Regions from separate parts of the Mus musculus genome. Here all the other regions are linked to region 1. The links are chromatin contacts, called in public promoter capture Hi-C maps. All regions are on one chromosome and are shown on one strand. The core of a region is the stretch at or near the end of the contact, and the rest is flanking DNA. Distances in the headings are between cores, read along the strand shown. Region 1 holds the start of Mzt1 (mitotic spindle organizing protein 1). Region 2 holds the start of Cln5 (ceroid-lipofuscinosis, neuronal 5). Region 3 holds the start of Slain1 (SLAIN motif family, member 1). Region 4 holds the start of Fbxl3 (F-box and leucine-rich repeat protein 3).

Evidence for each region. Promoter capture Hi-C pulls out the DNA fragments that hold promoters and counts their contacts.
Region 2: a promoter capture Hi-C map of pre-B cells shows a contact between it and region 1. The contact joins the promoter of Cln5 here to the promoter of Mzt1 in region 1. A contact is called at or near these places in 1 of 39 promoter capture datasets (pre-B cells) and 1 of 484 Hi-C or Micro-C datasets (CD4 T cells).
Region 3: a contact with region 1 is called in a promoter capture Hi-C map of pre-B cells. The contact joins the promoter of Slain1 here to the promoter of Mzt1 in region 1. A contact is called at or near these places in 1 of 39 promoter capture datasets (pre-B cells) and 2 of 484 Hi-C or Micro-C datasets (both in CD4 T cells).
Region 4: a contact with region 1 is called in a promoter capture Hi-C map of liver, with 2.2 times the contacts expected there. The contact joins the promoter of Fbxl3 here to the promoter of Mzt1 in region 1. A contact is called at or near these places in 2 of 39 promoter capture datasets (liver and pre-B cells) and 1 of 484 Hi-C or Micro-C datasets (muscle stem cells).

The regions. Positions count from the first base shown.
Region 1 is chr14:99,044,687-99,049,438 of GRCm38.p6, reverse strand. Mzt1 (mitotic spindle organizing protein 1) reads left to right here and starts at 3,303. Exons shown (of 3, transcript NM_175245.4): 1 at 3,303-3,445. The coding sequence starts at 3,376. It overlaps Bora (bora, aurora kinase A activator), which reads right to left and starts at 3,062. Exons shown (of 12, transcript NM_175265.5): 1 at 2,759-3,062; 2 at 1,971-2,138. The coding sequence starts at 2,123.
Region 2 is chr14:103,068,906-103,074,314 of GRCm38.p6, reverse strand. It overlaps Cln5 (ceroid-lipofuscinosis, neuronal 5), which reads right to left and starts at 4,099. Exons shown (of 4, transcript NM_001033242.1): 1 at 3,848-4,099; 2 at 2,516-2,681; 3 at 903-1,128. The coding sequence starts at 3,969.
Region 3 is chr14:103,647,067-103,652,476 of GRCm38.p6, reverse strand. Slain1 (SLAIN motif family, member 1) reads right to left here and starts at 2,249. Exons shown (of 7, transcript NM_198014.3): 1 at 1,569-2,249. The coding sequence starts at 2,122.
Region 4 is chr14:103,097,084-103,102,454 of GRCm38.p6, reverse strand. Fbxl3 (F-box and leucine-rich repeat protein 3) reads left to right here and starts at 2,923. Exons shown (of 5, transcript NM_015822.3): 1 at 2,923-3,293.

The DNA of each region.
Region 1 (4,752 bases), core at 2,054-4,553:
TGATGCCAAGTGGTGGCACACACCTTTACTCCCAGCACTGCAGAAGCAGGGGCAGGGGCAGAGACAGGTCAATCTCTTGTGAGTTTCTGGCCAGCCTGGTCCGGAGAGCTTGTTCCAGGACAGCCAAAGCCACACAAAGAAACCTTGTCTGGAAAAACCAAACCCAACCAAACCAGACCCCAAACCAAAACCAAACCAACCCAATTTAACTGAAAGCATTCTTTTATTACTGTGGGCATATCTATGTTCATGTTTGTGAGGATGTGTGTGTGTGTGTGTGTGTGTGCACACGCGCGTGTGCATCTGCACACACGCATACTAGGAGGTTGGAGGCCAATCTCGGGTATTATCCCTCTTGGTTTTTTGAGATATGGTCTTCATTGGCATTGATCCAATTTGTAATCTAGGCTGGCTGGGCAAGGAGCCCCAAGGATGGGGCTGTAATTACCTCCCCTACACTAGGAGGACAACCATCCATCACTCCTGGCTTTGTGAGATGGGTCCTGAGGCTCTAACTCATGTCCTTGTGCTTGCTCTGCAAATGGCAAGCATGCTACCTACTAAGCTATCTTCCCAGCTGCTGTTATTTACTTTGGATTAAGATAATTTGAAGTTAGACAACTTTAAAATAAGCTGTCTTATCATAATCAGTGAATGTCGTAAGGCCAAACTAACACAATGACTATATAAACTACATCTGGCTCACGCACAACTCTTTCCTGTCTACGCTGCCATAAAACGCAGAAGAAACAGCCATCTGGTGTCTTAGGGTTGCAATGACTGTGATGAAACACCACGACCAAAAGCAACTCTGGGAGAAAAGGGCTGATCTGGCTTAAACCATATTACTGGTCACCACTGAAGGAAGTCAGGGCAGGAACTCAAACAGGACAGGAACCTGGAAGGAGGACCTGAGGCATCCTGAGTAGGACCTCAGGAGTGCTACTTAATGGCTTGGCTCAGCTTGCTTTCTTACAGACCCCAGGACTACCAGCCTGTCAATGGGACCATCCACAATACACTGTGCCCGCCTATACTAAGTTTTAATCAAGAAAATGTCCAACAGGTTTGGCTGAAATGCAATCTAATGGGCGCATCTTCTCAACGGAGTCTGAGACTTGAGCTTAAAGTCAAGCTGACATCAAAGCAGCCAACGCACCTTGCTTTACAGCTTTTCTAGGAAAGTGTGCTTAACAAATCAAAAGAGCCTTGCCAGTGTAGCAAAGTAAAAACAAGCAACCCTGATTTCCTGAAGAACACACTTCCTATGTTCCCTCCTTCTGGTTAATATTATTCATAGCACATGCGTTACAATTTTTTTTCTTCCGGTTTTTCGAGACAGGGTTTCTCTGTGTGGCCCTGGCTGTCCTGGAACTCACTTTTTGTAGACCAGGCTGGCCTTGAACTCAGAAATCCGCCTGCCTCTGCCTCCCGAGTGCTGGGATTAAAGGAGTGTGCCACCACACCCGGCTACGCATTACAATTTCAAAATTGCTCATTTTGCTGAGTTTTTTTTTTTTTTTTTTCCAACAGTGCAGGACTTTGCTCCCTTTTATAATAACCACAAGCTTTATTAGGGCTGAACGTTTTCAAATGGCTGGGCAAAAGGAAACAAAGGTATCACTATTTTATGACAGAAAAATAATAAGAAATTCACATTTCTGTGTCCATAATTCGTTACTAGAGCGTGGCATGTTTGTCTCCATATTGGTCTTGGCTGCTGTCTTTGGTCTGAGGTATATATGAGTAGCTCAGCTGTGACCAGCTAACTTGTAAAGCCTGTGTGCTGTTTCTGTGCTGGTGTGGGCAGTTCCTGGATGTCGACCTCCTGCATAAGAGCGCTCAGATCATGTCTGCTCAAAGAACCATTACAAGATTAGGTGCCATCTTCTTCTTGTATTTACACTTAAAATTATTTGTAGTTACTTTCACTTAAAATCACTTGTAAACACTAGGCAAGAGAAACTTACTGGTAGTTTTGTGGACTTAAAGATAGAAGGACTAGCAAGGGTTTGTTCATGGAGATTAGAATAATCACTGGGACTTTCAAAGGGATTTAAAACAGGGATCCTTCCTGGAGTTTCTGGTGTTATTTGCATTTTTAATTCGCTGACATCTCCCATAGCCCAGGAAGCAAACTAGAAAGAAATCAAAAGTACACATATTAAAATTACTGAATATCATAGATATTAATCCCGACAAAATACATTCAACATCTCACTCCAAATCGAATCCTCTTGGGGTTAAGTTTCTATGGTTTACAAAGGAGAATCAGCCCTGCACGTTTTCTCAGATGATCCGGAGCCGAGCCTTGGGAGCTGGGGAAGGTACGGCAATGCTCCTATCACTTTTTCAGAGGAAGCAACGCATGCACGGAAGTTATGCGGCATATATGAAGCAGCCAACCGGTTATGAGTGGGCTCTGGTCCAATCTGATTACACCAAAAATAAGTGCCTTTCCAACCAAACGACTTCTATTTATCGTTTTCCTTATTCATCATCTCAAGACAAAACCGTACGAACACCGTCCGGATACCCAAGTAATTCCACACAGAACTGCAATTTTTACTACTGGCACGTTAGTCCTCACTTGAACAGGGTGAGTGACAGGCTGGACCCAGGTGGGGATTTAAACTACTTTTCCTAAAGAGCACTCCCCCTCCGGGATCCAAAGGCACGCTGCATTCCTTCCAAAGAGGGTTACAGCCAGAAGGGAGATGGGGGCGGGGGTGAAGAAGAAGAAAAGAAAAGAATTTACTTTTGTAAGATCAAAGTTGAGCGGGCTCCCTCGGAAACAGCAGAGACGTCACTTCCAGCGACCATTCAGTGTCCAGGCGCCCTCTCTCTCTGCTCCCCTTCACACCTAGGCGAGCTCACAGGTACGTCTGGGGCCAGGAAACCAGAGCGGTCCACCTCGAAGCAGGAGTCCAGGCCTGGGGCCACGGAGAACGTACCTACACTCGTGGGCAACGTGGAAGTTCTAGCATCACCCTGCAGATGCCCACGCCAGGCGCCGACTCTTTAACTCCCTCCGTGCTCTCCGGCCAACCAGGGCGCGGGGCGGGGAGAGGTCACCGGCCAATCGCGTCCCACCGCCGTCCGCGAACCAGCCAATGGCGTCGAGGCGGCCGGGTGAATTCGAACGCTAACTCCTCGCTCTACGTTCCGCGCAAGGGAACGAGGCTCCAAATTCAAATCAACGCGGTCCGGCGTCGGCGCTCGGCGCTCGGCGCGAGGGGGCGTGGCCCGGGCGGCGGGGGCGTGGCCTGGGCGGTGCGAGCGCCGCCGCGCGGTGTGTGGGCGGGGCCGAGCGGCGGCGGGCGCTCCAGTTCCGGGTCAGGCCTTCTCCCACCGGGGCGGGGGCCTCTCCTCTCCATGGCGAGCGGTAGCGGCCCGGGCGCGGCGGCCTCGGCCAACCTGAACGCGGTGAGGGAGACCATGGACGGTGAGTGCGCGTCGTTCTCGTCTGACCGGGCCTGCGCTTCCCGGCGCCGAGCCCCCGGATGGAGGCGTCGTAGAGGGCCCCACGGTCCCCGCGTCGGCCTCGGCGGTATCCTGCGAGGGGACGGGGAAGGGGACCCGCCGCGACCTCGAAGCTGGCGGCCCCAGAGCTCCGGTCTTCCGCTGCGGCGGAGTTTGGCGCGCGCGGGGCGTTCCAGGCCTCGCGACCGCTGCCTGCGAGCCCATCCTGGGGCCACGCGACCCGCCAAGTGTCTGGCGCCTGCTCGTGTCTGGCGCGTGCTCGTGGCCTGGGGACCCGGGGCGAAAGGGGTCGTGGACCTTTTTGTCCACGCGGTGAGCTCAGTTCCGGGGCCCAGGCGTTTCAGTAACGGGTTATTTGTTTCCAGTGATTGAGCACCACTCCCCGTCACCATCTCCCACTCCTTAGATCGGGCGACACGGGTGACCGCGGTTGTGGGTGTGTCCGCGCCCGCTGCCTGATAGGTAGAGCGCACCCAGAGGTACAGAAATAAGTCTCAGAGTTCCCTTCTCTCTGCTATGGTTCTGCAGCTTTGTCCCTCTCGGACCCAACACTTAGAAAGTAACTATTATTCGTAAACAATAAAATAAAGTTGTAGCTCCGGGTATTTAAAATAAGACAGCCAGGTAAAGTGTGTGTCAAGTGATCGGTTTTATTTGCTTTTTCTTTTGCGTTAGCAAGCATCTTTCTTTGTCTTAATTTTACACGTTTCCATCTACGTGTGGTTCTACATGTCTGTTTTGGCAGTGGCTTTGATGGTTTCCAGAGGTTACCCCCTCAACATCTTTCTCAAAAGATAACCTTACGCTTTGCAGTGGTTTTCCCCACCTAATTGTTTGCCACATTGTTCTTTTTCTGTCTCCAGCCTGTCTTTTTTTTTTTTCTTTTTTCTTTCATCTTAGATGTTCCACGGCTTATTGTTTTGTAAAAATAAATGTATGTACACAAGGGTACCGTTGTGGTTTTTAGGTTGTGTTGTTCTGAGATAAGACTCTTGCCTGTGTAGCCTAGAGTGACCTCAAGTTCCTGAGCTTCTCTTTTTGCCTCTGGAGCGTCCATGGGGTGCTGGGTGCACCAGTGTGTGTTGTGAGTAGTGTCTGAAGAGAACTGGTTAAGTTGGTGGGCCTGCTGTGAGGGCTAAGGCTTTGCATCCCAACCTTTTGTGAGAGAACGTGTTGTAAAGTAAAAAGTACACAGTATAAAAACATTTAAGAAGTTTGTTTGCTTTTTTAACGAAGTAAGAGTATGTGTGAGGTTTTAGCCCATTTAAG
Region 2 (5,409 bases), core at 2,850-5,349, 4.0 Mb before region 1:
CCCACCCCCACCCCTACACACACTGAATTTTGAGTTAACACGTCTTAAAGTGTTGTGTAAAAACTAAGAAATAGCCAGATCTTTTCCTCCAGCCCTGGGATCATTAGCATCACAAAGAGTGCTTCCGTTCCAGCACGGTAGACAACCAACTTGTATAAAGTGAGGTTCACACACACAGTATGAGCTGGCCCTGAATTACCCAGAAGAGGCAATGGGCCAGGAAGGTCAATGTGATCCATGGTCGCGTAATAAGCTACCGATAAGAGTTCTGATGGCAAAAGAATCTGCAACATATAATGCCAGGAAGGCAAAATTTGCTGCGTCATCAACTTCCCAATACAAAACAGCAGAAATGTCCTGAAGTTCTTAAAGAGAACTGCCCGCAAGGCTCTCCTACAAGACCAGAATCCCACTTATTGTCTGGATAGCTTTAACCTGTATCTTAGTTTCGCCATCTGCACAATGGGGAGAACTGTAATGATTCTCTCAGGAGATGCCAGTAAGTGATCGAAGTGGAGTGCTCAGAAAAAAGACAGGCCAAGAAACAGCAAATCCTTAGTATTTCTCCCCGTAAAAATAAGTTATAACCACAATTCTTTTCAGACACAGTTAAGAGGCCTCCCTAATAGGGCATTTTATGGATCCCCTAACTGCTATCTATTTGGATTCCAATTTAGCTATACACAGCATCTGTTTCACTCATGTTTATCATGGACAGAGCAGATGAGCCTCGCAATTCCTAGCAAGGCTCTACATCAGGATCCAGTCGGCTCCGTGTGGAATGGAACCGGAAGTACAGACTACAAATGATCACCAGGAGGCAGAACATGGATGGCTGCGATCTCAGTGAAGGAATGGAATCTTCCACTTGCTCACTGGTACCGTCATCAAACCCTACTTACCGGATATGGTTGCAACGACTGACAGTGTCCCGTTTTCCTTCCAGTGTTTATCATCTATTCCTTCAAAAAAGCAGGCTGCCCCTTGGTTACACCAGAAGGGAGCGCTCTTGTCAGGCCGGAGGTGGGGAAATGTACAGTTGCCCAGCTGGAAAAGTTCATACCACTCAATTGTGTAGTTCTTGCCTGTCAGTGTGCTCCTGAATCCCACGGCGTCATGCATAAGTTTCTGTGTAGGGATAACACGTGTGAAGTCGTCTGCGAGGTAACCGTAGGCCCAGGTCACCCACGGGAGAGAGTTTGCTGCCCCACAAATGCTCACCATGCACAACAACCGCTCAAAGGGGCTATACTTCTGTGTCACTATCCTGGTGGTGACACCATGGCCCCTCAAGCTGCAGGCACCCATCACTTTTGTCCTGGCAACTAGGGCTCATTTCAGCACACATGTGAGCTGTGTAAGGACACTTGAAATCCTCTCGAAGCTAAGGAATATGGCAAACATGAAAAGCCTTTGGGACTGTTCCAGAGTGTGCCTGCCTCCCAGAGTGATTCACTGAGCCGGGAAGGGGCCTACAGCAGAACTTGGAGATCAAGAAGTGATTCCTGTCTGTTGTGACCTTCTTCTCATTCCTAGAAGCTGAGTATGCAAGGAGGGTTGAGATTGTTGCAAGGTAACCCCTCCTGAGAACACATGGACTGTCCAAGCCAACAGAAAGTCTGTATTCACAGGCCAAAGGGCTAACCTGGGAAACTTGTCCAGGTGTGTAGCCATGAGCCTTACCAACCTTGGCTTTACACACACACACACACACACACACACACACACACACACACACACACGGTTCATACATTTAGACACTTTCCCAGAATTCTTTACCATGATAGACTGAGTCTTTGCTCTTGTCTCAGCCAGGGTTGGGGTCTACATGCTGAGCTTTTAGGTCAGAAGGCATCAGCTGTGCTAAGGTCTGGGCGCCCACTGCAAGACTCTTCACAGCAAAACAGATGAAGGGCAGGGCACATGCTCCTCATGGCAGCCTTTGCTCTGTGTTTGAGACAGTGGTATCCTGTACCCCAGCTTGACTCTGGAATGGTGATGCTCTTGCTAGGACCTTCCAAGTCCCAAGATTACAGTTGCACAGCTCCATGCCGATCCAGTGGTAACTAACTCTTCCTGACTCCCAACATAAAGGTGCTAGGAACTATATCACAGGCTGCAGAGATGGCTGAATGGGTAAGGGTGCTTGTTATGCAAGCATGAAGACCTGAGTTCAAATCCCCAGCACGCATGTCGTACCTAAAAGCCAGTCATTTCCACTTGTGTCTGTCATCCCAGTGTTGAGGGCAGGAGTTGTCTCACTGGCCAACCAGTTTAGACAAAAATGTATGCTTCAGGTTCAGTGAGGGACCCTGTCCTAAGGGAATGATATGATGAGTGACACCCAGCAGCCTCCAGCCACTTGATGCTTGTGAACAGGTGCACACACACACACATAACCCGCACATACAAAGTTATCAATTAATATGACCTAGTAACCATTTGACTACTCATTTAAGTCAAAGTAATAGCTGAATTACTTAAGTAAAGCTACAAGATCAAGATGCATTCTTACAAAGTGTCCCAGGAGGTCTCCATATTTAAATTCCCAAATCGGGGCTTGTAGTCGTAAGACCTCGATGACGTCATTGTCCTTCATAACTGGGATGGGCGAGCCGGTAGGACAGAAAGTATACTTAGCTTGACAGTAGGGATCTGTCTTCGGACGGAAAGAGAAGCGCCTGGTGAGAAAGAGAACCATCCTCAGAATTGCTCTTCTAACAATCTTAACACGGGGACAAAACCTGATCTAACTTACAGCTATATACCAGTTGTCAGGTGGGAATGTCAATCGGGGCTTCTTTAGAGTCAAAAGACCAGTCAGCCTCCGTCTCCTGGTATTAGATAAAATACTTTGAGATTTACAATCTCTTTCTTGTTTTATTGGGTATTTAAGGTTTTTTTTTTCTTGTGAATATTTTCATGAAAACCAACCTCAACCCTAAACTTTTTTTTCTCTCATATATATTTAGAAGAACCAATTCATGAACAGAACACATGAATATTTAAGTTTGGCAACTGCTGGTTTTCACCAGAAATGCGAGGGCTACTATCATTTCCTGTTTTCTGTCCAGGGTATGTGAGCATGAAGATTCTGAGTTAAATTCCCTAAGACCGCACAGAGGATGAGCAAATGGGACCAGATTTGGTCTGCAGCCTTCAGAACTAAGAACTCCTTAGAGGAACATGCATCATGCCATGAACCCCCCCGCCCCTCATTCTGTTATGCAAAACATATGCTTTCAAAAGCTGCATCTCTTTCCACTTCACTATGCCCACGCCAGCCACCACTCCACCCACCCCTGTCCCCCGCAACCCCGAAGACCGAGCGCTTCTTGTTTCGCAATTCCCCACAGGCTGTCAAAACTTAGCTAAGTCAAAGACTGCGATCACCTCCTCAGGTCCGGAGCCCTACCTACCCTCCAGGTTGAAGTGGACCAACAAGGTGATCCTGACTAGCCTAGGGAGGAAATTCCCCGGGTCAGTCAGCTAAATTCCCCATTTAGCTCAGTAAGGACACAGGGGAGCAAGCAGGCTCCCTGTAAATTCTCCCCAAATGTTATGCAATGGCAGCTAACGATAAGGCATGAAATAATTGCAGTGTTTAAAACATTTTAACCTGCTCTCCAAGTCAGTAGCACCTAAAAGTCACTCCGTGCAGTGATGTCACTCTCCATTCCTCCCAGGACTCTGAACTGCCCAGAACCGGTGAGGATCCCCGAGTTGCCAACTATTTAGGAACTATGCTCTTAGTGTCGCCCGCCCTGTGCCCTGCGTCCCCGGGCGCGCTAAGGTATCGGATCCGCCCTCTCCAAGTCCCCTCCCCGCCCCGCTCCGTCTCACTCACTTGTAGGGCACCGGCCAGCGTTGCCCAGACGTCGGGGACGCGCCCAGAATCGTCGCCAGCCCGAGCAGCGCCAGCGCGAGCGCCGGGCGCCAGTGCGCTCCACATGGCCCCCCGCGCAGCATCCGCGGCTCCCTGAGATCCCGGAGGCTCCGGGGCCCCGGCGTCGGCCTTGCGTGCGCGCCGCCGCGAGGAGCCAGCCAAGCACCAGCGCCGGCTTGGCCGTGTGACCTCCGGGCGCGTGACGCCTCCCCTGTCCCGGCCGGGGCGGGGCGCCTCTGTTCCAGCGCGCGTGCGCTGGACGCTAAAAAGCCCTGTCCTCCCGGAAGGGTGAGACTGGTACTGCAAAACTCACTCCAGCCTGGTGGATGTGTGCTATGCCTCTAGCGCAAAGGTGCTTTCTGCCCTCCCCGCAGCCATCACCAGCCAAACCGTAACAACAATAAAACACTTATGAACTTTCTTGACCCACATGGCCCAGGCCAGTCTCCAACACAAATCTTCTGCTTGGAGACACTGGGTGCTCAGCGGAATTAAAAAATGAGGACATTACAGGAAATGATTGCCCTCTCCTGGCCTCTCTGAGAATGTTGCAAAGATCAGCAATGACAATATGCTTTCCGTGCTGCCATCGGCATCACCAGACTTGGACTGCTCTGCTCCGGTTCTGTCCTCTGCCACACTTAGTATTATCCGTGACTCTTCAAAGCTTAAGACCGACCAATAGAGCTAGGTTTAATCCATTTATCCTCCGGTCCTCCTTTGTCCAGTAAGTGTAAGATTGCTAAGAGCATCACGCCATACGGAATCAGGCTGTTCAGGCCACTGCACTGAGTGATGGCAACCAAGATCACTCACGTACGCTGGAGATGAGACTGGAACAGGCAGTATTTTGGAGATCTCCTAGCAAACCCACTATGTGTATGCACATAGGAGCTGCATGAGGTCTGAACTACAAAGCGAACACGGGATCCTTTTTGCTTGCCAACTCTGAAGCTCAAGAAGAGATAGAAATGTCAGATCCAGAAACCCTTTATCAAAAGTTTTGGACCTATCTGGGTTGTAGTGTGAGGCTGATATTCTCAGAGATTCCTCTGCCAAAGGTTCTAGCTGTTTCGTCCTTGCTGATGTATTTTCCAAAAGGAAAAAAAAAAAAATTAAGTCTGTAAATTTTAGGAGACAAAGTTTCTCAGGGAATGAAAAAAACAGGGTGTCATCATGATACTTTAACGTGTCCTAGCAGGTGATGGCTGGCTTTCTCTTTTTGACTTCAGGATGATAACTAGCCAGGCAAACGTGTTAAGTTCAAGCTCATCTTTGCTTTCTTATTTATAACTCTGTGAACTAAATAAATCACTATTCTGAGAAGGGTTTCCAGGTTGCTAAAGGTTCTGTCAAACACGACATGCTTTTTTGCTTCGGACACACCAATTTTCTAACCACATTTTAATGAAAGAGTAATGATATTTTAACTAGGTTTGTAGGCCTTAGATATACTCACCTGCTTTATAGGTGCTTAACTGCCCTAAACAAATACATCAACTGTATTGTAGCCTCTAATTTCA
Region 3 (5,410 bases), core at 1,000-3,499, 4.6 Mb before region 1:
TCTATACAATCAGTAACAAGAGTACAAAATGAAAAAAATAATAAATAAAAATCTGATTTTCTTAAATAACAGGCAAAAGGATGCAACTCTTCATCCTACTGTTACCCCGATGTGAACACTGCTCAACCTCCTTGCATGAACCCACACTCCACTTTATCTAACCACTCCTGGGGTATGCCTACACGCCTAGAGGATGTCTAGCGACCAAGCAAGCGATTCCTAACAGAAGATACTCCAAGGCCAAGCCTTCCATGAGCAAGCAGCAGGGGCTTAGGCACCTGTCTCCTCAAAAAAGTACTCATTCATGAGCAGAAACACACAGCTAACCAGAGTCCATTGAATAGACACGTCCAGTTTCCACCATCCTTACAATCAACCCTAAAAGTTTCTAAAACTAGATAATAAAGTGTCTCTAATAGTGCCATCCTCTGGTTAAAATTGCTGTGATTAAACACCAGGACCCACACACACAGCAACTTGGGGAGGGGGGGGGGGAAAGACGACAAGGGAGGACTTATTTAGCTTACACTTCCACACCACAGTTCATCATTAAAGGAAGTCAGGACAGGAACTCATACAAGACAAGAACTCAAACAAGGCAGGAATCTGGAGGCAAGTGCTAAATGAGAGACCATGGAGGGGTGCTAGTTACTGGGTTGCACCCCAGGACTTGCTCAACCTGCTTCCTTATTTAACCTCAGGACCACCAGCCTAGGGATGGCAACACCCACAATGGGCTGGGCCCTCCAATATCAACCATTAAGAATGTTCTACGGGCTTACCTACAGTCTGATCTTGTGGAGGCATTATTGAGGTTCCCGCCTCTCTGATGACTCTAGCCTGTGTCAAATTAACATAAAACTACCTACTTTTTCTTCAATGTGGTTTCATTTCTAAATTAATGAAAATTCCTCTTAAGTTCAATTTTTTTAAAAGAACGTAGCGCCTCCATCTGCCCCCTCCAGTCCTTAAAAAAACCTTTGCCTCTGACGTACCAGGATGGCACACCTTTAATAATCAAATCGGTATCTGAAAGGTTATCTATGAAAATACAGAGAGATGGCATATATAACTACACAACTCAACTGCAATAGCAGATGTCTGAGAAGAGGCTCATCACTAGGCGGCTTCCGATGTGACCAAAGGGGGGCTGCACACCAATCCTGTGCAGCGTTCGTTTGTAAGGAAAGAACGGTAAGCAGTGGAGGAGAGCAGAAGACAAGCACCTTCACCACACACACACACACACACACACACACACACACACACACAGAGAGAGAGAGAGAGAGAAGAGAGCAGGGCTGAGCGACAAGATGACATGAGTTGTGCATTTAAGGCTAACGAGGCGCTTGGGACCCCGTAATCAGCAAAGAGCAAAGCACGGGGCAGATGGCAGTCCCCAGTCGGACCAATAGGCACAATGCTAAAACAGGTTTCTGCCTCCATGCAAAGCTTCTGCTCAGGGCTTGGCACCTGCTAGGCCTCTGGGTCCCCTGCCTCCCACGCCCCGCCCCCGCGTGCTGGGCCTCCCAACTCCGGGGGGAGGGGGCGGCGGAGCTCGGCTATACCAGGTGTAGTCGTCCTCCTCGCTCCAGGCGGCCAAGCTCTCCAGGTCCAGCGGCTCCACCTCGTCCAGCAGCGTTGGAGGCGGCAACGGCGGCGTGGCGGCTTCCCCCGGCGGGGTCCCTGCGGTCCCCGGTTCCGGGCTGCCACCTCCGCCGAAGAAGCCCGCCGCCGGCTTGGAGTAGACGAAGGGCGCGTCAGCCGGCTGCAGGCTGCAGAGCAGGGAGGGCGCGGGGCTGGGCAAGCAGTAGGTGCCCGGGAACGCGGGGCCCAGCGCCCCCGGGCCCGGGGAGGTCGTGCTGGCCGGGGCCCTGTGCGTGGCGAGCGGGCTGCAGGCCCCGGCTGGCGGCGGGGCGGAGGGCGGCGGCGGCTGCAGCAGCAGCAGGTGCGGGGCGGCGGCCGCACTGGCCGCCCGGCTGCGCAGCTGCTCGTTCTGCTTCTCCAGCTTGCGCACCAGCTCCTGCAGCTTCTTCACCTCCAGCTCGGCGTTCACCACCGGCCCCGGGCCGGCGCCGGAGGCCGCCACCGGCGAGGCGCATTTCACCTGCTCCGCCATCATCGCGGGAGCCCCGAGCGCCGCGGCGAGGAGGCTACGCGGGCCCAGCTCGCGCAGCCTACCAGCATCAGCACCAGGGCCCAGCCTCCGGCCGAGGAAGAAGCAGCCGCGCAGCTCTGCACCGTGCTCTGCTCTAGCGGCTCCGGGTTTTAGCCGAGGCCCCGGGACGGGGCGGGGCGCGAGGGGCGGAGCTTCTGGTGATGGATGTGTCGTGGGGGCGGGACCTGCGGCGGGGACCCTCCCTGGGCATCCGTCTGCACCCACACCACCTAACCTCAGGTGCCTGATTGGACCTGGCCTGAACTTCCCGCCGCTCGCACTTCTTCCGCTTTGGGCGAGAGAACCCCACTTCTAGGACTACAGCCAGGGGCGGGATCTAAAGAAGTAGCAGGTGTCTGTGGCAGGGGAAAAACGTACCCAGGGCCAATGGCTAGCCCTCTTACAAGAGCACTTTTAGACTTCAGGGTATTGCCACCTGCTAATGAAACCTCGTGAAAAAAGGTCTGGGGAACATGATGCTCACCCCCCCCCCAAAAAAGCAACAACAGATGCTTTGGGTCTGTTTGAAAAGATGCGGCTAAGGGTAGTATTAAGTAGCACAGAAACAAAATGGTGGGATAGGAGAGAATAAGGAGGGAAAGTGAGAAATCCCAGTCTCTATGAGGGAGGATGGCCAGCTGCTGAAGAGTCAGGCGTTCACTTCAGTCTATCTAAAATAGCCATATATGAACTATCCCCACCAGTCTTTCACCATGAAAGGAGAGTTGGGTTTTCATGCTCTTTTATATTAGACAAAAGATCTTTGAGCATCTCCTGCATGCTCCACTGTGTTCTAAACGCTGGCTTTTTGAGCAAGTGAACAACAGGCATCAGTGATTGCAAATACAAGCAAAATTGTGCACCATCTGTTAAATCATTTACACTATTAAAGTCACACGTGCCTGAGCGAAAAGAGGAAAGGTATAACATTCCCTGCTTTTTTGTTGTTTGTTGGTTTGCTTGTTTGGTTTTTTTTTTTTTTTTGGGGGGGGGGATTCTTGGAAACCATGCTTTTTATTTTTTCAACAAAAATGCTTTTACGCAGATGAACCGATCGTTTTGTTCAGTTAATGTTGACTTAGCATTTTGTGGGTTTAACACAAAGGAAAGCCTGCCGTTATAGTGCGAGAACAATCCACACCGCTGATTTTCATCCTCAGACGGTGTACTAGCTTGTGAAGGGCCTCGCTCAGGCACTGTACACATGACGTCAATGAAAACATACCGCACATCTCTGTGGCAGCGCTAGGATGTTGCCTCTAATCTTTTAAAATTTGATCCTGTGCCTTGCTGCTCAGAAACACTTGTGTCTTCTCACTTGGCAAGCTACAGCTCTAAACTTGGGTGTATGTGCAAAGGTGGGTGTCCTGAATTTAACTCGGCTGGAGAGAGCTTCTGGAAGTTAGTGTATGCTAACTTCCCTGAAGTTACCTTCCACACAGAGCCCCGCTGGCCATCTGACCCCAACCACCTGTATCTCCCACCACCTTTCCAAGTTTCCTTTTTTTGGGCCTGTTGGTTATTACTAAAACCTGGAGAAGTGGAGTACTACTGCTGAAACTCCTAAGTGAAGAATCTATTGAAAGATTTTCCCCGCATGCTCAGTGGCAGATGCGGGCAGCAGTATCCCTGAAACACAAAGAAAGGGAGAGGACAGGCACAAAGAGAACAAAGAGCTGCTGAGTGCCACATCAGTGAAAGAAATTAGGGATCAGCACATAACAGTTTAAACAACAAGAGTTAACAAGTAAAGAGAAGCAGTCATTTCTACTACAGCATTCATATACTCTAAAGAAGCAGAGAACTAAGCACTCATCCCCTCCTGCATTTGCTCTTTCTGATCTACACTGTAGAACTATTTTTTAAGTAACAATTATTGTAAAAATTTGTGACTGTTTACAAAAAGAAAAAAAAAAAGCATACCTGAGCATTTAAGCCCCAGAAAATATAGGAAGCACTGTTTGGGGTTGCAGCAGGCATGGTCTCTCCTTGCTTTTAAAAAGCAAAATAATTTCTGCTCAAGAGAAATGTTAGGGTTTTTTTTTTTCCCTGTGAAAGCTCTTTTCTTCCCTTCAGAGAGCTGTGCATGTGTGCGTGCTAATGGCACTCAAAATGCACACTGATTTTAAGTTGGTATCCCCAGGGTGCCCATCTCCTTAACACATAATTGAAGAGGTTGGTAGTGTCAAGGTTTTAATTAAGCAGTCTTAGTTTTTTTTATTTTGATGCAAATTTCAAGCTGTGTTCTCTGAAATCAAGTGCATAGGTAGTGTCTCAATTTATTTAGTATTTAAAATTTAGTATTTTAAATGAAACGAAGAGGTGATTTCAGAATGTACAAAGTCTATTGACATAAAAATGCATGTCTCACTAAAACCTTTGTGGGAAGCATCCATATATCACACACTCAAAACTGCATCAAGAAATTCATGTTTTCCAATAGTCCTTTTTCCTTACGCTTTAAAAATCACACACTGTTTCTGAAGTTACTTTTAAAAACCTAAAATTAACGTAGTCACCTATATCTGTCACCTGTCAATTCAATCACTTTCCTGACAACAAAACTGCACAAATACTATGTGCCGGCTACTTTATGTCAATTCAACACAAGCTAGAGTCATTGAGGAAAATAGGAAGATTAACTGAGAAAATGCCAGTGTATGACTGGGCTGCAGAGAAGCCTGTAGCCTTCTTCTTAGAAGTCGATGTGGGAGGGCCCAGCCCTGGTGGTCCAGGTTCCTATAAGAAAGCAGGCTGAGTGGACCAGAGGAAGCATAGCCAATAAGCAGCACTCCTCCATGGCTCCTGACTGCCTTTGATGATGAACAATGATATAGAAGTGCCGAATAAACCCTTCCTCCCCAAGTTGCTTCGGTCATGGTTTTCATCACATCAGTAGGAACTCTAACTGAAACATACCATAATATCCTCTTGGGCATATGAATAGAAAGAAGTCTCTTAAGAAATCTAGAGACACCCTGCCTGTTGTTATCCTAGTTTTACACAAGAGCCAGGCTAGGTTACCTGCCCAAGTCTAGACATAAAAACAACAGCAGTTCTGAGCACTTGCCCCTGGCCCGATGACTCTCCTCTTTCTCCTGCAGAAATGCACAACTGTGGATCCAGTTACCCCAAGACGTAAAAATTCACCTAATATGTAAATCGAGATCAAGGATCTCCACCTGTATCTTCAGTGTGATTCAGAGGCCAGTGCTTCTGTGAGCCTGCCTCTTACTGGAAGTGCCTGCTCTC
Region 4 (5,371 bases), core at 1,674-4,173, 4.1 Mb before region 1:
ATCCTGTGAGTTAATGGGTGCGTGGAACCGTGCTAAGTTCTGGGAAACAAGGCATACACAGAACACAAACATGAAAATTGCAGGTGTAGTTTAAGGAGTTAAATCATTTACTGATGGCTTACGGTAGCTAACCTTTGTGCTAAGGCTAGGAGGGCGCACAAGGATGCCCTTCCCAACTTTGCGGCTCTTCATCTTTGTAATGTATTGCTTGCAAATGGGAGGATATGGACTTTGAAATGAGGTTAGGGTGGGTTAACTAGTGTGGTCAACGTCAACAGAAGGGTCCCAGTTGGGGAAAGAAGAAGCAACCAGGTTCTGATAGGGAATACAAGTGTGTGTGTGTGTGGGGGGGGGGGTGAGGGTAAGAAGAAAGGAAGGGTGGGAGGGAGAGAAGAAGGGTGGGATAGAGGGAGGGAGAAGGCACACACAGGACTCAGTGATGATCCACTGTTGGCCTTAAACATGTAAGAACAAGTCAAGCATGAAGAACCTAGACGCCCTGGAAAAGCAGCTGAACAGGTTCCCCTCTTCACATCCCAAAGGCCGTGGCCAGCTGACACCTTGATTTTAGCCCGTTTTGGATATTTTATGTCCAGAATTGCACAAATACTTTTTTCCCTTTTTTACTATTTTAAGCCACTAAGCCTCTGGTTATTTTACAATGGGCTTCATTCACATCCTTGACATGTTTTGGGCTTCCCTAAGCCTGTGAACTAGTTAGTAACCCTTTACCAACTGAGTCTCACAGAGAAAAACAGAAAATAGCCCAGTGATTGATTTTTTTTTTTTTGTATTGCTTACATGTAGAAATACTACTTTGGATGTATTGGATTACGTAAATAAAATGGATGTTGTCCCCTTTATGTGGGTCTGTGCATGTGAGAGAGAGCAGATGCGCTCCAATCCCCTGGAGCTGGAATGACAGGCAGTTGTGAGTGGCCCATTGAGGGGGGGTGAAAACTGGTGTGTCCTCCTGACCAATGAGCCAACTCTCCAGCCACCCTTTAACTTTGTGTGTGTGTCCCTTGTGCTCTCCAGATGAGGTCAGAGGGAGTCAGTTCTCCACATTCACCTTGGTTTCCAGAGATAAAACTCAGGTCAAGAGATTGAACAGCAAGTAGCTTTGCCAGCTGAGCCTTGTCACCAACTGACCTTTAACTTTTAATGTGGAGCTACAAACCTAAATTGCACGAGTACCTTGCATAGATTCCTAATGAACAGTGCTCACCTCGACTCTTATTCTCAGTAGTTGTTCTCATTTATTTGACATTTTAAAATCATTAATACAGAAGATTACACCTCCTAAGGTATAATGTGTGATATTCTGATTAGTGTATTCAGTTTAAATGTTTAATATTTTGTGTGTATCAGTGTTTGCCTGCACGTATGTCTGTGCTCCACTTTCAAGGACCAATCAGATCTCCGGGGACTGGAGTTATGAATGGCTGTGAACCACGTGGGAGCTGGAATTCTCTACAAAATCACCAAGCGCTCTTAACTGCAGAGCAGTGCTCCAGCCCCTTCAGTTCATATACACAACGTCTAATGTTTAAATCGGGTTAGTCATTCTAACTCCTCAGACATATTTTTTTCTGGTTAAAAAGATTAAAACTCCTTTCTTCTAGTTTGTTTAAATGTACATTATATGGTGACGGTCTTAAGTGTGTGACAGAACCTGTTCTCATGACTTCATCTTTTAAAAAATATAATAATTTACTCTGGGCTAGAGAGACAGCTTAGCAGTTAAGAGTGCTTGCTGTTCTTCCAGCTGATCTGAGTTCAGTTCCCAGCGCTCAGGATGAGTGGCTCACATCTGCCTGTAAATAACTCCAGCTCCAAGGAATCCAACATCCACTCCAGACACCACGGGCACTGCACTCAAATGCGCGCGCCGCGCGCACACGCGCACACTCACACCTACAACAAAACGAAAAGCTTATAAAATTAATAGTAAATTAAAAACAAGTACATAAAAGCATTTTAAAGTTCAGCATGTTTTTGTTCCGTGTGGTGGCACATTTCTTCAATCTCAGCATTGAGCAGGCTGAGGTTGGTGGATCTCAGAGTTCCAAGCCAGCCTGATCTACAAAATGAAAATCAGTATAAAGAAAACTGAGGAGGGTAGGAAACGAAAGAGAGAGAAGAGATCTTTACTTTGGAGAAATAACACAGAAAAAGCAGAAGGCATGGTATACAGCTAACCTTAAGATTTTCTGGGGACTTTTCTTATTTTAGGAAAAACTCAGTATCTCCAAGTCCAAACTTAAAAAAAAAAAAGTCAAATATTTGATAGCATTTAAAAGACTCCTTGACTTACAAAACGCTCCACCACCCGGGAGCGAGGAGTGGGGGTTGTCTTTTTTTAATTAGCCATCTGCTTCTTCACACTTTACGTGTTTCTGAAAAGAAATCTCAGACTTGGGGGTTCTGTTTCATAAGTAAATGTGATTTTGAAAAAGTTATGACTCATTAAAAAAAAGCCTTGGAAAAATGGAAATGCAAATATTGTCTTAAGAAACCCGTAGTGATCGCAACGTCCACCACGTTGATTTATTTATTCTTTTTCTAGGTACAGACAGCAACCTCAGAGGCTCCCTTGGCCGCGCCCTCCTCGCGGAGGTGGGTCGCTGTCAGGTGATGTTTACGTCCGGTAGGGGTGCGTCCCGCCCTGCAGACACTCCCTCCGCCTTTGGCGTCGGCTCCCCCGCCCTAAACTTTCCGGTTTTAACCCTGGGAAAGGCCAGCCACGTCTGGCGAACACCAACCCGCCCACATTCCGCCCCTAAACAAACTTGGCCAGGGACAGCCCGGGAGGCTGGAGCCGCCTCGGTGCGCGCGCCCGGCCAGCCCCTTCGGCCGCGCGCCCGCCCCCTCGGGCGGGGACGCGCAGGGGCAAGCGCGCGGCCGCGAACTGCGGGCGCCATTTTGGATTCCCTAACTGGGCCGAAGCTTCGGGCTCGCTGCTGTCGATCGCTGCTCGCCTAGGGCGTCTCGGGCGGGCGACGAGGAGGTGCCGGGGCGAAGGACACAGACCGCGCGGGACAGAGAAGGGACGCGACGCTCTCCTCCCCACACACCGGGGCAGCCGGAGCCGCAAAGGTGGAGCCGCGTCGGCGCCCGCCGCGGGACCAGCGTCTCGGATGCGGGCGGAGCGCGGGGGGCCGCGACGGCGGGAGCTCGGAGACGGGGCCCCGGGAGGCCTCATGTGAGAGGCGCGGGAGCCGCCGCCGCCGCTGCCGCCGTCGTCCGCGCGGCCCGGGGTGCTGTGTGGGGGAAGCCGCCCCCGGCAGCAGGTACGGCGGAGGTTCGGGGCCGCAGCCCGGAGTCGGGCGGGGAGGTCGGCGGCGGCGGCCGGGGGCGCGCGCGGGGCGCGACGGGAACAACGCCCCGCCCCGCCGCGCCCGGGCCTCGGTGTCTGTCAACAAGGCGTGGCCGGCGCGGCGCGCGCTCGGTGGCCGCGCGTGGCGGGGCAGCGAGGAGGACGGGCTCCTCCGGGCTCGCCCTGGGCGGCGCGGGTGCAGGCGGCTGGAAAGCCCGGGGGCCTGGGCGGTCAGTGTGTGCGGAAGCCGGGCCGGGGAGGCGCACGGTGGAAAACTTGGTGAACTTAGGGGCAGCCGCCCGGGTCGCGTGCTGCAGACCACCACCCGGAAGCCGCCCGGGCAGGGCATCGCCGAGCCGCGTGCGAGGTGAGAGCGGGCGGCGGTTTTGTTGGTAATGGTGCCTATCCCACTTGCCCAGATGTTTGTATCTTTTGCTTACACCAAAAGGCGAATTTAAAAAAAAAATGTCCCTGTAGATGTTAAAATGTCTGTAACCCGCCCCGTGTTACCTGTGTGCCGGCTCCCGGTTGTGTCTTGTCTGTGTGTCCAGTCCCAGTTCATCTATATCCACTGTGCTCTCACCATTCTGAGAGTTAATCTTTTTCGTATTGTTCCATTCTTGTATTTCAGCCAAAGAATGTGTGTTAGGTTTCCTTCTATGAAAAACAAAACAAAAGGGCATATGCAAATGTAATGCCAGAACGGGACTTTTAAACCTAAAGTACAAATTTTTTAAAAAATATTTTTTGCATGTCCAGAATATGTAAATGTTTAAAGACAGTAAGGGAAGTTTGGCTCTTGGTTTCAGTTTAAGGAAATGTTTGATTAGCTCACTAATTCTTGGTGATGCTCAAGTTACTGGGTGTCCCTCATTAGTTGCATCTTGGACACTTGATGTAAACACTAGCTAAAGTTGTTGCCACCATACTTTCTCTGGGTTCTTGAAACACTGCAATAAATCAAAACTGCTGGAGCCCAGTTTTCTGTGCTTAGGAAATCGCATTGATATTTAGTGTCCTGTTTTATACACCACACTCTTCCTGTTCAGCTATAAAGGGCACTTTGACTTCCACTAGAAGCAGTATAAAACCCATTACTCTAAACTAGTTGTGTACTAGTGAATGCACCGAATTGTTCTTTATGCAGCAGAGCTTCATGTGCAGATAGTTAAAATAAAAGCATTGGAAATTTCGAATTAAAAAGGCCAACAAGGAAAAGCAATATTTAAAATGTTATTAGCTATTTATTCACTAGTTAATTTTACACCTAATAGTACATAGCACATTTTAACCTTTGGTCCATTAGTTTTCCATTAAGAGTGACATTAATTTCATAATGCTTATGATAGTCCATAGACTTTCTTAGCTATTCATAAAGTAATAAGTACTAATATATACTTTGATGATCCATGTGTTCAGTTTATATTTAGATCAAGTGTAACCGTGTACTTGATCTTCCTTAGCGTTGGTGACTTTACATTGCCTTCCCAACTTAAAGGGGGATTGAAATACCCTTTATTTAGATGGGACTGTGTTGGAAGGCAGAAGCAGTGGATCTCTGATTCCCAGGCTGGCCAGGCTCACATAGAGAGCCTGTCTCACATAAAAATTGTATAAACTTAGGGTCAGCAGAGTGTCCTTAGAGTGTTGTCAGAAAGGCTGCTGTCCTCGTTTTGGTTTTGAATCTGTACACTTGACTGTAAAATGAAGTGTTTAATCTTTATGGTCTGGCTTTAGAAGATTTCGCCAGATACAGCAGAGCATCCTGGCAGGAGGTCTGGAAGTAGGAAGACTTTGTCATTCTTTTTTGAATCTCTATCTCAGAATTCTGAGTAGTTTCTGCCAGTAAGAAAGTTTGAGTCCTAAGTAGCAGACTCTTCGTTCTTTGACCCAAATTGAAATGCTAAAATTAAAGTTAAGCCTTCAGGATAAGTTAAAGTTGGAAAATGGGTCATAATGACACGCTTACCCATAGAAGGACTTTTTATTTTAATTTAATGTCAGTGTTGATCATTCTAACTTTGAACACACATAAAAATCTATTCATAGATT